2 separate regions of the Loxodonta africana genome follow, and region 2 is linked to region 1. A link is a contact called in public Hi-C data. All regions are on one chromosome and are shown on one strand. The core of a region is the stretch at or near the end of the contact, and the rest is flanking DNA. Distances in the headings are between cores, read along the strand shown.

Region 1 (2,700 bases), core at 102-2,601:
TTACAGGGTTCTAAAATCAAATCTATGAAACAAAGTATATTCAGAGAAGTCTAACTTCTATTATTCCTTTTCTTCCCCTGTAGGCAACCTTAAAAAAATCATTTTCCTTTCTATTACTTTAAAAATTTAAGCAAATGTGTCAGTTTGTCATACTGTGGTGCCTTGCATGTTGTTATAATACTGGAAGCTATGCCACTGGTATTTCAAATACTAGCAGGGTCACCCGTGGTGGACAGGTTTCTGTGGAACTTCCAGACTAAGACTAGGAAGAAAGGCCTGGTGATCTACTTACAAAAATTAGTCAGTGAAAACCTTAAAGGTAACAACAGAACATTGACTCACTTGCTTTGGACCCATCAGGAGGGATCAATTGCTAGAGGACATCACGTTTGGTGAAGTAGAGGGCCAACGACAGTCTCCCTCAGTGAGATGGATTGGCATAAGGGACGCAACAATGAACTCGATCCTGCTGGAGATTGTGAGGATGATACAGGACTGGGCAATGTCCTTTTCTGTTGTCCCATAAGGTCACCATGAGCCAGAGTTGACTCCACAGCAGCTAACAACAACAAAATATGTATATTTAGCTTTACCACCATTGCCACTCCTTTTTGGACAAAAGGCAGCTTATTATATACACTTCTCACCACCTAGCTTTTTAAACTTAAAATATATTCTGGAGATTGCTCCACAGTTGTATGTACAGTCCTTTATAACTTTTTACAGCTGCCTCAGCTTGCGTAGGAGTACCATAATTTATTTAACCAGTTCTCTATTGAGGGATTTTTGGGTAATTTTCAGTGTTTTGCTGTTATAAATAGCGCTGCAACGAAGAGACATATACATTCCTTTCCTATATCCACATCTTTGGGATAGTCCTTGAAGTGAGACTGCTGGGTCAAAGGGTGACTGCATCTATGTAATCCTGGTAGAGGTTAAACTACTCTTTTTACTTCCTTCCGTAAAAGTTGCCCAAGGTCACTTTACCAGTTACTGAACTTGGATCTAACTGCCTCCAGAGTCTCTCTAGGTCATGGGAAGAGGAACGCCACAGTGGGAGAGGCAAGCGAAGAATCTTGCACTCGGACATCACATTCATCGGAACATATATTCTCATCCTTCCAGCTGTCAACGTACCAGTTTTTCCTTATCAGAACCTCCAGGCTTCTGACCTCTCGTATCTTCTCTTTATCCATCACTTCTCTCATCCTGCATCTGAAGTGTCCTACCGCCCTCCAGCGCGTGATCTGAGCCCGTAAAGCAGGGTGGAGGCTGTTGCGCATGCACGGCCATGGCTTCCCTCGCACCGGGGTTGGGCGCCGTCGCAGAGGCAGGACGTGTGACGTTATAGCCCCGCGCCACTCCCAGGTGTCCTCGCAAGGTCGCTTTGCCGAGCGCGAGCGCGCGTAAGGGACAAGCCCGTGCGTCGGGGACGGGCCATCCTTGTCCCTTGATACCAGCGGTGACATGTCGGGGTACACGCCAGACGAGAAATTGCGGCTGCAGCAGCTGCGAGAGCTGAGGAGGCGATGGTTGAAGGACCAGGAGCTGAGCCCTCGGGAGCCGGTGCTGCCTCCGCAGAGGGTTTGGCCTGTTCAGGTGTTCTGGAATAAATTTTTGCAGAAGCCGTCCCCCTGGAGGCACGCGGTGAGTGACGGGCCGCCCTCTCCCCTATACACACCTCGCGTTGGGGTCCAGCCTGACCAACGGACGTTGGCTTCTTGCAGCCACATTAGGGGCTGACTTCGCTCTACAGTGAACACCCCGTAGTCCCCCGAGGGAGAATCAGGTTTAACGGAGACTACAGTTTAGCAGGGACTAAAGAGTCTTGGGCTAGAAGTCAGGAATTCCAGGGGTATGTGTGGCTTTGGGAGAGTCATTCCCTGGTGCTGTCAAGTGTGATAGGGAGATGAATCTTTGCTTTGGTTTTACAGGACACTGCACATTTGGTTCTCTTTCTACTATAGACGTCTTCACTCACAATGATTGCCAAGGATTCTCTAGAGTTAAAATATTGTAATTTTAGTATTTGGGGACACTTGTCTAACTTTTAAGGTTGAGGTTATACAGACCAGCACTACACCCAACTACTAGAAGAAACAGTGAGCCCCTAGCTGATGGTACAGTCCTATGCCATTACCATGAAAGACTGTCCTTTTGGTATTTTTAGTGAATTATCTTCAAGGCGATGTTTCTAAACTACCACTGTTCTAAACTACCACTGTACTTCTAACACACTTTTTTCTTTAAAAATTACATGCCTGGGCTTTGCAGAAAATCATTTCAGGACTGTCTTTATTTTCAGGGTCTCTGAATATTTTCTTGAGTTCTATTAATTAAATCATACCAGTTATGGATAATGAACACTACACCTCAGAATTACTTTCAGTTATTTGGTAAATTCAGTTACATTGGCTAATAATAATAGTGATATTACAAATAAGTAAAAGTTGGGTGCTTACTATGTGTCTGACACTTGGCTGAGGGTTTTACATGTGTTGCTTCATTTAATCCTTTACACCTATAAGGTAGAAGCTATTTCTAATCCTCATTTTAAATATGAGAAAACTAAGGCCTACAAAATTCAGTGACTTACCTATGGTCACAGAGCTGGGAATTAAAGGAGCTCGCATTGAAATCCACTTGCATTGCCTTCCTTATTGTGCTACGAAGGCAATTCATCAGATCTTCTTCATCAGT
Region 2 (2,888 bases), core at 194-2,693, 150 kb after region 1:
TTTAAAAGCGTAAAGCAGTACTGAGTCCAAAATGTTAGAGAACTACTGTTTTAGAGGTTGCTTCCTTGTCAGGAGGGTTACGTGGGTCTCTCCTCGCAAGAGCGGGAGGTGGGGAGAGGTGCCACTCCGATGTGCTGGCTGAATTGGGAAGGAGAGCCCCACCAGAGAGCGGCCCACACTCCCTTCCTGGATCCCTGAATCTATCAGACTAGGCTCTGCCCAACTCTTCCACCCAAAGGCGCCTTCCCCTTGTGCCCATTTCCCCTTACCCATTGGTGTGGATTACCCGATTTGCCCTCACGACCTGGGGGTGAGAACTCCCCCTGTACACCCTCAGGGTCAGGACACCCCAGCAGTCCCCACACCCTGGGGCGTGAGGACTCCCCAGCTGGCCCCACACTCTCGGGACCAGGACTCCCCGGGCGGCCCGCAACACCCGCGGAGTGAAGACTCCCCGGGCGGCCCGCGCATTCTCAGGGTGAAGGCTCCCGGAGCAGCCCGAGCACCCGCGGTGAGGACCCCCCCTGGCAGCGCGCACACTGTCAGTGAAGACTCCCCGGGGGCCCGCACAGCCTCGGGGTGAGGATTCCCCGGGCGGCCCGCACAGCCTTGGGGTGAAGACTCCCCGGGGGCCCGCACACCCTAGGGGTGAAGACTCCCCGGGCGGCCCGCACAGCCTCGCGGGGAGGACCCTCTGTGCGGCCCGCACAGGCTCGGGAAGGACTCGCTGGACTGCCCGTACACCCTCAGGGTGAGGACTCCCCTGGCAGCGCGCACACTGTCAGTGAAGACGCCCCGGACGGCCGGCACACCCTCGCGGGGAGGACTCTCTGTGCGGCCCGCACGGCCTCGGTGAGCACTCCCAGTGCGCCAGGCACACACTTGGGACGAGGGCTCCCTGTGCTGGCCGCACAGCCTCGGGGTGAGGACTCCCAGTGCGCCAGGCACACACCTGGGATGAGGGCTCCCTGTGCTGGCCGCACAGCCTCGGGGTGAGGACTCCCAGTGCGACAGGCACACCCTCGGGGCAAGGACTACCTGTGCGGGCCGCACAGCCTCGGCAAAGACCGGCAAGAGCCATTTCCAGTGCCCCATACTGTCTCCCGGCGCGGCGCCGGCCGAGGCAGCACGGAGAAGTCAGCCCCCAGGGGCCTGTCCTGCTTCCCTTCGCTCCCTCCCCAGACTCGTCCCCCTCCCCCCACCCTGGCCGCTCGGCGGTCTCAGTCCGGCTCGGGAAAGGTGCAGCGGGCGCGGTGGGCAAGGATCGCACCGACTAGTCTGCGGGGGCAGGCGGCCGTGCTCCCTCTCGGACATCTGTCTGACCGCGTTGGTACTCACAATGGATTGCACCGTGGTGCTCCCGCGACTGGCGAGCCCGGAGCAAGTTGCGAAGCCCGATCCCGTGCGCAGCGCGGTTCGGCCGCCGCCGTCGCCTCGACGCTCCTCCTCCTGCGCCTTCCAGGGCAGCCGGCCGGGGGCGGGGCGCGAGCAGGCCCCGCCCCTCCGTCGGAAGCAGCCGGGGCCTCTTGGCCGGCGGCCCCGCCCCCAGGCGGGCTGGAGAGGCGGCTTCCACCTCCGCGCGTGGTGGGACGGCCGAGGGCTCCGCGGCAGGAAGAGGAGGGGCGCCTCGCCGGGACAGGGCGGCTCTGCGTCCCAGAGCCTGGGATGAGGGTGACTTTCCGCTTTCTTTGGGCTTAGAGTTTAACTGTCCAGCTCGTTCTAGGAAGCGAGCCGAAAAGATGAAGTGCTGCCTGGCTTTTTTTGTTTGTTTTTGTGTTTTTAACGATTTGCCATAAGGGCAGCGGCCTGATTATTCGGCTGCCCCGGTAGGTGGGGTCATTTTGTCCCCCATCCACCCGCCGCTTTGATTTCTTGCACAAAGCGCGCCAAGCGGTACCGGCGACATGCTGACAGAGTAGGACTTCAGCATTCCCATGGCTTGCAAAGGCAAAGTTTCTGTGTGTAATTGTTATTTCTTTAACGCGTAACAACACTTTTTAATGCATTCTCTTCACTCGCTGAGAAATGACATTGAGTGGACTTTCTTCACAGAACCTGCTTTTGATAGTCAAGTTGGTTGGAGTTGCACCCTCTCAGGCAAACGTTCAGACATTTCAGTCCAAAGAAGTGATCAGATCTTTGTAGATGAAAGGTGGTGAGGTTTTCCTGGACAGATTTAGAAAGTTATTGTAGTTTTTTCTTTTTTAACCTTGAGTATCTGGATAAACAGCTTATGGGACGAATAACTAATAGCTATTACTAAGATCTTATTACTAAGATTGGAGCCCTGGTGGTGCAGTGGTTAAAAGCTCTGCTGCTAACTGAAAAAGATCGGCAGTTCAAATCCATCAGCTGCTCCTTGGAAACCCAATGGGGCAGCCCTACTCTGTCCTATGCGGTCACTATGAGTCCATCTCCTCTCTTGTTGTTGTTAGGTGCCGTCAAGTCGGTTCCGACTCATAGCGACCCTATGCACAACAGAAGGAAACACTGCCCGGTCCTGCACCATCCTTACAATCATTGTTATGCTTGAGCTCATTGTTGCAGCCATGTGTCAATCCACCTCGGTGAGGGTCTTCCACTTTTCCGCTGACCCTGTACTTTGCCGAGCATGATGTCTTTCTCCAGGGACTGACTCTTCCTGACAATGTGTCCAAAGTATGTAAGATGCAGTCTCACCATCCTTGCTTCTAAGGAGCATTCTGGTTGTACTTCTGAGACAAATTTGTTCGTTCTTTTGGCAGTCCGTGGCATATTCAATGTTCTTTGCCAACACCACAATTCAAAGGCATCAGTTCTTCTTCGGTCTTTTTTATTCATTGTCCAGCTTTCACATGCATATGATGTGATTGAAAATACCATGGTTTGGATTATGCGCACCTTAGTCT

What was found. A called contact is a pair of places that touch in the nucleus more often than the background predicts.
Region 2: a contact with region 1 is called in a Hi-C map of umbilical cord endothelial cells, with 3 times the contacts expected there. The contact joins the promoter of ACO1 here to the promoter of NDUFB6 in region 1. A contact is called at or near these places in 3 of 3 Hi-C or Micro-C datasets (blood, fibroblasts and umbilical cord endothelial cells).

Annotation. Positions count from the first base shown.
Region 1 is chr9:84,845,895-84,848,594 of mLoxAfr1.hap2, forward strand. NDUFB6 (NADH:ubiquinone oxidoreductase subunit B6) reads left to right here and starts at 1,352. Exons shown (of 4, transcript XM_003407319.4): 1 at 1,352-1,647. The coding sequence starts at 1,468. It overlaps LOC135232468 (a long non-coding RNA gene), which reads right to left and starts at 1,290. Exons shown (of 4, transcript XR_010323080.1): 1 at 1,138-1,290; 2 at 343-559.
Region 2 is chr9:85,000,465-85,003,352 of mLoxAfr1.hap2, forward strand. It overlaps ACO1 (aconitase 1), which reads right to left and starts at 1,444. Exons shown (of 21, transcript XM_064291812.1): 1 at 1,339-1,444.